2 separate regions of the Pan troglodytes genome follow, and region 2 is linked to region 1. Evidence: chromatin contacts called from public Hi-C data. All regions are on one chromosome and are shown on one strand. Each heading gives the region's core, a stretch centred on a gene start, on an enhancer-like site or on the middle of the called end of the contact. The rest is flanking DNA. Distances are from core to core; before and after follow the strand shown. Region 1 has its middle 19 kb from the start of TH. Region 2 holds the start of TSSC4 (tumor suppressing subtransferable candidate 4).

Region 1 (5,564 bases), core at 945-3,444:
AAACTCTGACTCCCTAGTACAAGCTATTCTCCTGCCTCAGCCTCCTGAGTGGCCGGGATTACAGGCATGCGCCACCAAGCTGGGCCTCCTTTTTACACAGCAACCTCCCCAGGGCCAACCCTGTTCTGGCCTCTGAGCTGCCCCCAGGCAGCCTCTCTCCTGTTTACCTAGACACTGTTAGACCCTGCACCAGTGCCTGATGCCCAGGACAACACTGGCCCCTCAGTGGGCAGGGCTGTAGCCAGCCTTACCCCTGGAAACAGGGGAGAAAGGGAGGGAGGGAAGGGGGCCCACCTGCAGCGGTCGGCCGCTGTGCACCCCCCTGCAGAGTCAGCTCAGAGACACCGGGCTCTGCCTTCTGGGGTTCCCAAGGCTGCTCCCCTGAAGAAGACTGCTCAGTCCCAGCTGCCCCAGACCAGGCCCTTGGTGGGGGGTCCCTGAGCCTCCACTCCCTCCGGGAATGGCTGATCCTCCTTGGAGCCGAGTTTTTGTGCTGTGGGGAGAGCACCCAACCATGGGGGGCACCCTGGTAGCTCACGACATGGACCCCTGCCCACGGGCATGCCCTCGGCCAGCCTGGAGACAGCTGCTCTATTGACTGCCAGGCCAGGAGTGTCCCAGGTTAAGCCAACAAGCCCCCTCTTTCTGAGAGACAAATCACCTCCTTTGGGCGTGGAATATGGGGGGCCGGGGAGCTGGGAGGTCGGGAGCCCTGGCTGGACCACAGGGCCTGTGGCTGGGGACCTCTGGCTGCCCAGGCCACAGTGAACTGAGACCCCCTTGGGTCTCAGCCTGGAGGGGGTGACCCAGGAGGGTGCATTTCTGCTTCCCCCTGAGAAGTCACACCACACCTAGCCAGGGGCCCCTCCAGGGTGTACCCCAGGGGTCTAGGGGATGTTAATGATTGGCCGTCTCGGTTCACAAAGATAGTCATCACCAGCACCATGGAGTGGCCACCGCCCAGCTCTGTCAAACCTGGACTTAGCCTCACGTGCACCTCGATTTAAAGAACAAGAAACCAGCCCTGCCCACGCCCCTGGCTCCCTGTGCTTCCCTCCCTCCTTCCCTCCTTCCCCGGACATAGCCACCACTTTGAATCTCGTGTCCCATGGTGTGTCCACACAGGGCACCTGATTTATCCAGGCTCGGGGAGGAGGGGTCACAGATTATTCCCCAGGGGACTTTACCTAGTCCGTGTGTTTGCTTTAGGAGTTCTGAGGCCATTTGGTTTCTTTATGCATTTCTGTATCTTTTGCATTTTTCTAGTGAGCGTGGGGTTACTCTTTTAATCGTAAATATATATATACCTATTTTTTCAGTTAAAAAACTGTGGTTTCAGGCCAGGTGTGGTGGCTCAAGCCTGTAATCCCAATGCTTTGGGTTGTCAAGGCAGGGGCATCGCTTAAGCCCAGGAGTTTGAGACTAGCTTGGGCAACACAGTGAAACCCCGTCTCTACAAAAAATTGTTTTCAAATTAGCAGGGCATGGTGGCGTGTACCTGTAGTCCCAGCTACTCAGGAGGCTGAGGTCGGAGGATTGATTGAGGCCATGGAGATTGCAGTGAGCCATGATCCTGCCACTGCACTCCAGCCTGGGTGACAGAGAGAGACCCTGTCTCAAAACGAAAACAAAAATCTGTGCTTCCTCAATAACAAATTGAAGTCACCAACACCCTCGTCCACCGAAAGGTTAGCATGTGCCTGGTGACAAAGTCAACAGACAAAGGGGACTGGGGAACAGTTCTGTTCCTCCTCCGCAGAGTCCTAGGCCCCAGGCCCCTCCCTGAGACAGCCTCAGGGCCTCCTCCTTCCCCTCCCTCATCCTCCTCCTTCCCTCTCTCTCCTTCCTCCTTTGCTTTCTCCCTCTGCAATCTCAGCCACCTGCATCCGCTTCCTCCACCCCGACCTTCCTGCCAGGCAGGTGCCCAGGGCTTGCTCAGCATGGGCAGCCCCCGGCTCTGCCCCCTGCACACTGGGAGGCTGCTCCACTCTCAGGGGTCTCTGGCTTTCCGTGTCCCTGCAATTAGCCTCCGCGTGCGTGCAAGAAGTCAACACAATTTGGCTCCACGTGGCCCCGGTGCCGATTGTGGACAGATAAAAGACAAACTAATGTCCTGCCCTGAGGATTAAGATGCAGCTGTTTCCCTGGATACCGGATCAGGCGTAATTAGACAAAGGGAGTGCTTTCCAAACCTACTCAGCCGAAGGCCCAGGGGCAGGCAGCCCTCACCCCGAGGCAGCTGGCACGGGCTCGGGCCCTTCCTTCTTCCTTGTTAAAAGCGGATTGATACAGACGCCATGGAAAAGGTTTCTGACACGCAGCGGGATGATGGCAGCAAGGCCTCCTGCGGTGACAGCGAAACAAGATGCTCAGAGCCCCGTTAGCAGGGCCGCCACGCGTGCGTTCGCCTTCGCCTCTGCCCCTGTTTTCTCCAGTTTTGTTCACTTTGCTGTATCATGGACGATAACACATCTTAGCAAGAAATCAATAAATGGTCCCGAGGCTTTTAATGGAGAAGAAATAAATAGCAACCGCGCTTGGCGGTCTGGAGGAACCAGCGCTTTCTGCCTGGACCCTGAGCCTCAGGCTTCACTGCCAACACGGCCCTCCCTGTGGGGCGGGAGCAGCCTGGAATGGGAAGGGTCCACCCTTCTTTCCCGGCTTCCTGCAGAGGGCGGGGAGGGGCTCTATCACCGTGCCCCTCAGAAGCCGGCCTGGGCTGTGTAACTGGGGACTTGTGGACAACAAGCCAGAAGGGGTCCTGCCAGGCTCTGGATGCCCACTCTGCCCATGAGGAGGGCACAGGCAGCGCAGTGCCGTGGGAGGCAGGCTGCCGACCTTATGCCCCAGGGGCGGCCTTAGTGCTGTGTAGACCCAGAGGGGACACGCCCCAGGGCTCCCTGAGGTGCTGCCTCAGTGGCTGTGCACTCCCAGCACCCACGGGGTGTGCCCACCAGCTGCCCGGCCCCTGAGTGGGCCTGTGTCCAGTGCCCCCCTGGCCTCCCGGGAGGAGCTGCTTGCTCTGCCCCAGGGTTGCTGAGAGACAGCCTTGCCACTGACCCGGCCGGTCTCTGCCTCCAGCCCAGCCCTCTGTGCACACTGACTGCGGGTGGAAACTCCAGGCTGGCAAAGAAAAACACGTGAGGCAGCCCCTCATTCAGCAGAAGAGTTCGTTCTGGGGTCTCTTTGTCAACATGCTTTTCTCCCTTTATTTGTGTTATACTTTTTCCAGTTTTTTGTGGTCAAATACACATAACACAAAACTTCTCATCTGAACCACTTCCAGTGCACAGTTCGGCAGCATTAAGCACGTTCACGTTGCCGGGCAGCCATCACCACCGTCATCTCCAGAACTCTGTCATCTTCCCAAACCGAACTCTGTCCCCTGAAACACTCACGCCCCATCCCCTCCGCCAGCCCCCCGCAGCCCCATTCTCCTCTCCATCCCCACAGATTTGACGTCTTTAGGGACCACGTGGGAGTGGACTCGGGCAGCATTTGTCCTGTTGTGACTGGCTCCTCTCCCTGATTGTAAGGTTCTCGAGGTTCATCCACGGCGTAGCGGATGTAAGAATGTCCTTCCTGGGCCGGGCGCGGTGGCTCATGCCTGTAATCCCAGCACTTTGGGCGGCTGAGGCGGGTGGATCACAAGGTCAGGAGATCGAGACCATCCTGGCTAACACGGTAAAACCCCATCTCTACTAAAAATACAAAAAATTAGCCGGGCGTGGTGGTGGGTACCTGTAGTCCCAGCTACTCGGGAGGCTGAGGCAGAAGAATGGCGTGAACACGGGAGGCGGAGCTTGCAGTGAGCCGAGATCGCCCCACTGCACTCCAGCCTGGGTGACAGAGCGAGACTCCGCCTCAAAAAAAAAAAAAAAAAAAAGAATGTCCTTCCTTTTTGAGGCTGAATCTGAATCGTGCCCCGTTGTATGCGTGGACCACATTTTGCTCTTAGCCGGCGGACACTGGGTTGGTTCCACTTTCCAGCAATAGTGAATAACACTGTTGTGAGCAGTCACACACACGTTCCTGGGTGGACATAGGTTTCATTTCTTTTGGGCATCCGTGTAGGAACAGGATTGCGGCAGCCTGTAGTGCCCCTTTAACCCACGGGGGAGCTGCCAGGGTGCTGTCCGCAGCAGCTGCCCTGCGGCACGACCCACCGCAGGGGCTCTGATTTCTCCACATTCTCGTGAGCACTTGCTATTTTGTGTTCTGCATTGTTTGGGTTTGTTGATGGTGGCCACCCTAACGGGTGTGGAATCCTGTTGCGCCGTGATTTTGATTGGCATTGCCCTAATGATTCGTGGCATTGAGCACCTTTCCCTGCGGCTGCTGTCCTGGATACACCTTCCCTGGAGAGGCGCCCGTCTACGTCCTTCGCCCACTTTTGAATCTGGTGTTTGGCAGTTGTGTTTTAGGGGTTCTCTGTGGGTTCCGGGTACTACTACCCGATCAGGTGTGTGATTTGCGGCATTTTCTCCTGTTCTGGGAGTTGCCTTTTTACAGTTGGTGATGTCCTCTGATACACAAAGTTGTTTGTTTGTTTGTTTGTTTGTTTGTTTGTTTTAATTTTTAAGTCCAATTTATCTCTTTGTTGCTTGCACCTTTGGTGTCACATCTGGGAAATCACTGCCAGGTCTGAGGCCATGAAGCTTTTGCCCTGTGTGTTCTCTCTACCGTCTCAGGCCCTACGTCCAGGCCGTTGACCTGTTAGGGGGTAATTTTTGGATGGGAAGGGAGGGGTCCAGCGTCACACTTCTGCATGTGGGCATCCCGGTTTCCCAGCCCCGTCTGTGGAGGAGGCTGTCCTTTCCCCACTGAATGGCCTTGGCACCTGTGCCAAAGATCACGGGACTGCATTTGCCAGGGGGATTGCCAGTCTCTCCTCTACGTATTTGTGAATAGGGATCTATACACATTCCACGAACACACAACAGGGCCACGGGACAGCCCTGTGCCAGGTTCCTACCTCCCCGCCCAGAGGCTATGTGGATAGAGCACACGTGTGTGGGTATGGCATGTGTAGTATGTGGTGTGTTCATGTGTGTGACATGTGGAGTTGTGTGGGGTGAGTGTGCTGTGTGTATGATGTGTGTTTGTGATGTGTGTGGTATATGGTGTGTGTGGTGTGTGTGGAGTGTGTGGGGTGTGTGTGGTTGTGTGTGTGGTGTGTAGCGTGTGTGGTGTCTGCATGTGTGGTGTGTATGGGGTGTGTGAAGTGTGTGTGTGGTGTGTGTGATATGTGTGGGGTGTGTGTGGTGTGTGTGATCTGTGTGTGTTGTGTGTGACTATGTGGTTTGTGTATGTGTGGTGTGCATGTGTATGCCTGTATGTGTGTGTAGTGTGTAATATGTGTGTGTTGTATTGTGTAGTATGTGTGTGTGTGATGTGTATGATGTGTGTGTTATGTGTGCCTGTATGTGCGTGTGGTGTATGTATGGTGTGTGGTGTGTGTGTGTGGTGTGTGTATGTGCACGGTGTTTGTAGGTGTGTGTGGTGTGGTGTGTGGTTTGTGCAGTTTGTGTGGTGTGTGTGTGGTGTGTATGCGTGTGGTGTGT
Region 2 (5,564 bases), core at 780-3,279, 190 kb before region 1:
GCTCAACTGCAGGTGGGTGGGGTGGGGGAGAGGACCAACCTCAGACCGGAGCGCACATGTGTGAAACAGGTGCCGGGCAGGACCGACCTGAGCCTGGGTTTTCGGAGCCCCTGACAGGCTAGGACCCAGGGTAGGGACTTTTGACTCGTCACCTCATTTAATCGTGCCAACCCTCTGCAGGCAGGCTTGGAGCTACTGAGCGATTTTGGTAGTAAGCAGCCACCCAGGGCTTGAACCCAGGGCTGAGATCAGGCAGGAGGGCCACTTATAAGCTGCTTGCTGTGCGGAGTGAGCAGTCGTATTCCACAAAGAGCGTGCACCTTCCTGATCCACGGGGAAAAGATTTGCTCCTATTTGCTGGAAGATCCCCGGGAGCTCCCAAGGAATCTGCAGCCAAGGCCCTGGCATCTGAGGGTCAAGCTCTCAGGAAAGTGGGGTGTCGACCATCACCTTGAGCAGCCCTGTTAGGCAGAGGTAAATCCCCGCAGCTCCTGGAGCGACCTCCAGTGGCCTTCCTCCTGTAACACTCAGCACATACCCTGCCTTTCCAGCTGGGCAGACAAGTGCTACCTCCTGCACCCATTTAGTGCTGGAGTGACTGGGTGCCTCGGAGCTTGAATTTCCAGGCAAAAAAGACGGCCCAGCCACACCCTTCTGCACTGTCCTCGGCCATCCATCCACTGACTTCTCTCCTGCTACCAAAACTCCTTGCCCGCCGAGGGTGACCTGTGTCTTGTGCACCCCATAAGGATGGGGTCAGGGGTACTATTGGGGGCTCTTAGTGCCCCCCACCAGGTCGAACACAGGCAGGACCTCAATTCCTCTGAGGCGCGACTCTCCTCAGTGAAGAAGCCACCCCAGTGAAAGGGGATACCCAGCACCCCCCACTGATGACCGTTTTAAAGCTGGCAGGAACGGGGCGGGGGAAATAATTTGCCCAAGTCACACAGTATGTTGCAGACGAAGCTGGAGTTCAACCAGAACCCTGCTTCCCAGATTCGCACTCCCGTCCTCTGCAGCGGAACGCCGCCGCGGCCAGAAGCAGCCTGGTCAGCGGGGCACTCCGAGGGGGAGCGGGGATCGGGCTGCAAGATAGGGACTCCGGTAGTCCGTTTCTCGGGGTTCTCGGCGAAAGCCGGCAACGAGTGGAAGGTAGAGTTGACTCCTTCATGTCCGTAGGCTGAAGGAAGCCGTCTCTTTCTCCACATGAACGCAGAGCCCGGCCTTTCTCCACTATATGTGCCAGCAAGACCTCCCCGAACGAACTTTCGGTGCCAAGCTGGCTCTCGGTGCCCCTCGGCACTGTCCAGTCGGGCTGGACAGGCCTCCGGGCCTCACAAGGATGCTGTGGGTCCCAAGGGCCCGGCCGCGAGGTACGAGGGTCGGCGAGCACAGCGGGGCCTTCGAGCTCAGGTATTAAAGCTGCGCTCGGTGACCTCCCGGAGGCTCGGCCGGCCCGCGCGGCCCGTCCTCCCTCACCACAAACCTACCGGCTCAAGGCTGCTCGGCAGTCTCCATCTTGGTCGGCGCCGCACCTCCGTGCGGCGCGCTCAGCCCTCTGGGAAACCGAGTGCTCTGCCGGCCGAGCACCACGGCTTCCGCGCCTGCAGAACTACAGCTCCCACAAGGAACTGGGCCGCCGCTCCCGACGCCTGTCGGGACGTGTAGTCCTGTGCGCATGCGCTCGCCCCTCTACTCCTCCACGCCCCGGCCCTTGGGTCCGGCTCGGAAGCAGCCCCGGAAACGACGGCATTTGTTGGAGAATCAAGACCGGAATTGACCAAGAACAGGAAGAGGAGGGGCCAGGCCTGCAATTCCCAGAATGCTCGAGGGCTAACCGACAGCCAGGCTGGCTTCCCGCGGTCTCAGCGCCACCTGCCGGAAGCCGCGAGAACAGCGGCCGCCTCAGGCAGGAAGTGCGTCATCTCGCACGGGGGACGAATGCCGTTCCCGGCACTTCCGGTCCTGACCGGAAGCGGTAACCGTCACTCCTGCTGGGCTTTGTCAGTGCACCGAGGCGGGGCTCCCCAGGATCCCACGGTCCCGCTCAGGCCAGACGCAGAGGCAGTCCCAGCCCGCGATGAGGACGCGAGGTCGTGACCGCTGGGCCACGGGTGAAGGGGGCGGCCCTGCTGGACCCGCTGGCTGGGCCGACGCTTTCCCACCCCTAGGGGTTTGCTGGGCCCTGGCCGCAAACTTGTGGGGCGTCGTCCTCGGGGCCACTGCCCGGCCACCCTCACACCCTTGGGTCCTCAGCTCTGGTGCATTGGTCCGGGCTCCGGGAGGCACTGAGACGTCCCCCTAGGGCGCTGCAGGGAAGCGAGGGCCAGGCACTTCCAGGTCCCCGGTCCTCCCGGGCAGGATGGAGGCCGCTGAACGCTCCTCAAGCTTCCAAGTCAGCCGTGGCTGGGTGGGCGGCAGCAGGGAAGGTTTGGGCTCCGCCATGCTTGCGAGCCAGCAGCCTGGCCTCGCCTGTCCGCGGCAGGGGGCAGGTCAGCTGCCCGCCCTGAAAGGGAGGACCAGGGCCCAGATTCTCCCTGCGACAAGCGGCGTGCTCCTTGGCCACTGGGCCCTAGATGGTTGGCACCTTGTGCCCCTTCTCAGCTGGGAGAGGTCCTGCCCCACACACTCAAGGATTCTGAGTTCCCCTTGGCTGCTAGACCTCTGGTCCCTCTGAAAGGCTCGAGAGAGAACTCCCCCAGGGCCTGCTGTCCTGGCATCCGCTGGGAAATAGGATTCAAGGACCTGCTGTGGCTCAGCCTAGAGAAAAGGAGGGGAAGCAGTACCCACTCCTCGGCCCCCGGTCTGCTGTGCACCTTTGGGATTCCTTATTTCTTAAACTGCTCTTCCCTCCCCACAGGGAACACAGCGGAAAGTAGAAAGGGGGCTCCTTGGACCATCCTGTTCTCCCAACCAGTGCAGGCTTGCAAGTTGGGAGCAGCAGGGGAGGAGGGCCTGCTGAGAGACTCTGTAACCCCCTAAAATGCAGGGCTGGGGACAGTTTCCAAATTGGCCTGCAAAGAGGCTGCTGGGAGCCCTAGACATGAATTCCCAGGCACTCATTTCCTCCAGAGAACAGTGAAATGTGCCAGCACCCCCCTCCCCACAACTAGGGAAAAGTAGCCTAACCCAGAGCAAGCCCCACCCCACGATGTGGGGAAAGATAGGAGAGTCTAGACCAAGCCCACTGGCTGGAGGTGCTCAGACAAAGGGAAAAGGACGGGGGAGTGCAGGGGTTCCTTAGCCCCACAGCCTGTCTGCCCCCAACCACCGCTCGTTGGTGGGCTGGGTGGGCTCCCTAGTAGGATGAGGTCTTTCTTCTCCTCCAGACCCTTTGAGATGTGGCTCAGGCCTGAGCCATCAGCTCCTCAAAGGAACATTTACAGGTAACAGATGGGCAGGGCAGAGACCCTCAAATGCTCGGGAGGGGGCAGTGTGTCCATCCTTTACCATCCCTCAGGAGGAAGAGGAGTCCTGCAGCGCACCCAGCCCCTACCCCAAGCCCATCTCACTGCATTCCCTGGCTGCCCGACCCCTCCTGCCCACCTGCTTACACTGTGTACCCCTTGTGTGCCCAAGGGGCAGGGTGGAAGTGGCTGCAGGCAACACAGGGCCTCTCCCAAAAGAGAATACAGAGAACGCTCCCAAAAAGGGCCCTTGCTACCTGGAGTTGCTCCCTGGTTTAAACCCAAAGTAAAATTCTAAGCAACCCCAACCAACTGAATGGGCACCTCTTGGCCAAATGCATTCTAAAGTAAACCTGAAAAGCTCGTTCAGGCCATGATGACTGTGGGTGGCCGAACGTGCCTCATAGGCACAGCTGACCAGCATTCACGTTAAAACAGAGACCTTAGTCCGGTGTGGTGGCTCACACCTGTAATCCCAAAACCTGGTGTGTCACGTGAGGTCAGGAGTTCGAGACTAGCCTGGCCACCGTGGCGAAACACTGTCTCTACTAAAAATACAAAATTAGCTGGGTGTGGTGGTGCATGCCTGTCGTCCCAGCTACTCAGGAGGCTGAGGCAGGAGAATCGCTTGAATCTGGGACGTGGAGGCTGCAGTGAGCTGAGATCACGCCATTGCACTCCAACCTGGGTGACGAGCAAAACTCTGTCTAAAAATAAAAAGACCTTAAGACTCACAAAACAGACTCTGTAGTAATAAAATACCAACGTGACAGCAGGCCCTGAAAGAAACCGAAGTATTTTACCCCAAAATATATTTCTCTGATGTATTTTGAAATGGCCCTGCAAAGCTGTCTCTTGGGAAAATCTACATTCTATAGAGAATCCCCCTCCCTTTCTAGGTCTATTTCCTGATTCAGGAGAGAATTAACTAAGATTCTGGTACCTTTTTACGTCTGATAAGAAACATTTACAATCTGGCGGCTTCATCTGCATAATAATCTTGGTCTCCACAACTCCTTCTCTTAACCCAGATAGTCCATTCTATTGATTTCAGGTCTTTAGATAAAATCAACCAATTATTAATCAGAACATCTTTTAATCCGCCTATGACCTGAAAGTCCCTCCCCTTCAAATCGTCCCACCTTTCCGACTAAACCAACGTACATCTTAGATGTATTGATCAATGTCCTATGTCCCTAAAATGTATACAATCAAGTAGCCGGACTGCCTTGGGGACAAGTTCTCAGGACCTGGGGCTGTGTCACAGGCCACCGGTGCTCATATTTGGCTCAGAATAAATAACTCCCCAAATTTTACAGAGTGACTCCTTTGGTGAACACCAGGAATCCAGACCCACCCACCCTCACCCTGGACCCCACAGAGCCAAGCCCTACCCATGTCAGACTCCCCTGCCCTCCGGCCAACCCCTAGGTCTCAGACACCACTGGCACTGAGGGACTGCACAGGCCTGGTAGCATGCCTGATGTTCCTTCTTTATTAAATGACGGAGTCAGGATGTTGTGATTACAGTTGAAGGTGACGTGTTAGAAAGGACAGGTGCATGAAGGCAGAGAGTGCCCACAGACTCGGCTCTCGAACCGGGGCAGGAGGGAACAAGGTGAGCTGTGCAGCCCACGGGACGGGCGGGCTGGGTGGACACAGCCCCCCAGGTTGGCCAAGCTGAGTCTCTGGGCGAGTGGCTCCCAGGAGAGGCCTGGCTGAGCAGGCAGAGCACCCTGGGACCCCAGGGGCAGAAGGACTCCCGCCCTCCAGTCCCCAAGACCCAGGCCCGTCTCCACTCACACACGCCACCTACATGTGACGTCAGCCCTGAAAAGGTAACAGGAAAGTTCAGAACAAAAACAAAACCCCGAAAGTAAAAAGGCTACATGTAGCAGAGTAATACCGGAAACGTTATATACACAGGCGGTGATGGCCCCCTCGGAAGTGTCCGGGTCACTTAGGGGGCACTGCAGAGGTCCCTGTGGCCAGAGCTGCGGGGCCTCAGTACACGGAGCTGTTCCGGATGCCACAGCACAGCACCATGCTCAGGATCATCTCGAAGATCTGCAGGAGGGTGGTGGGGGGCGCAGTCAGCACAAGGCCCCGCGGAAGGGGCAGCCCAGAGAACAGGCCCTCCGCCCCCGCCCGCTCACC

The links. Hi-C and Micro-C count contacts between places; a contact is called where the count stands out from the background.
Region 2: a contact with region 1 is called in a Hi-C map of stem cell-derived neural progenitor cells, with 5 times the contacts expected there. The contact joins the promoter of TSSC4 here to the enhancer-like site in region 1. A contact is called at or near these places in 4 of 7 Hi-C or Micro-C datasets (blood, induced pluripotent stem cells and stem cell-derived neural progenitor cells) and 1 of 1 datasets of contacts at active chromatin or transcription factors (stem cell-derived excitatory neurons).

What each region holds. Positions count from the first base shown.
Region 1 is chr9:6,454,776-6,460,339 of NHGRI_mPanTro3-v2.0_pri, reverse strand. No RefSeq gene overlaps it. Among named protein-coding and RNA genes, the nearest start is that of TH, 19 kb to the right of the region's middle. Within about 2 kb of position 2,194, at least 6 of the 24 cell types and tissues checked have an H3K27ac peak or open chromatin away from gene starts, as enhancers often do. A contact at or near this core is called in stem cell-derived neural progenitor cells, where this site is marked.
Region 2 is chr9:6,646,955-6,652,518 of NHGRI_mPanTro3-v2.0_pri, reverse strand. It overlaps TSSC4 (tumor suppressing subtransferable candidate 4), which reads right to left and starts at 2,029. Exons shown (of 4, transcript XM_009459700.5): 1 at 1,491-2,029; 2 at 1-6. CD81 (CD81 molecule) reads right to left here. Exons shown (of 8, transcript NM_001009023.1): 7 at 5,564; 8 at 5,412-5,474. The coding sequence ends at 5,412.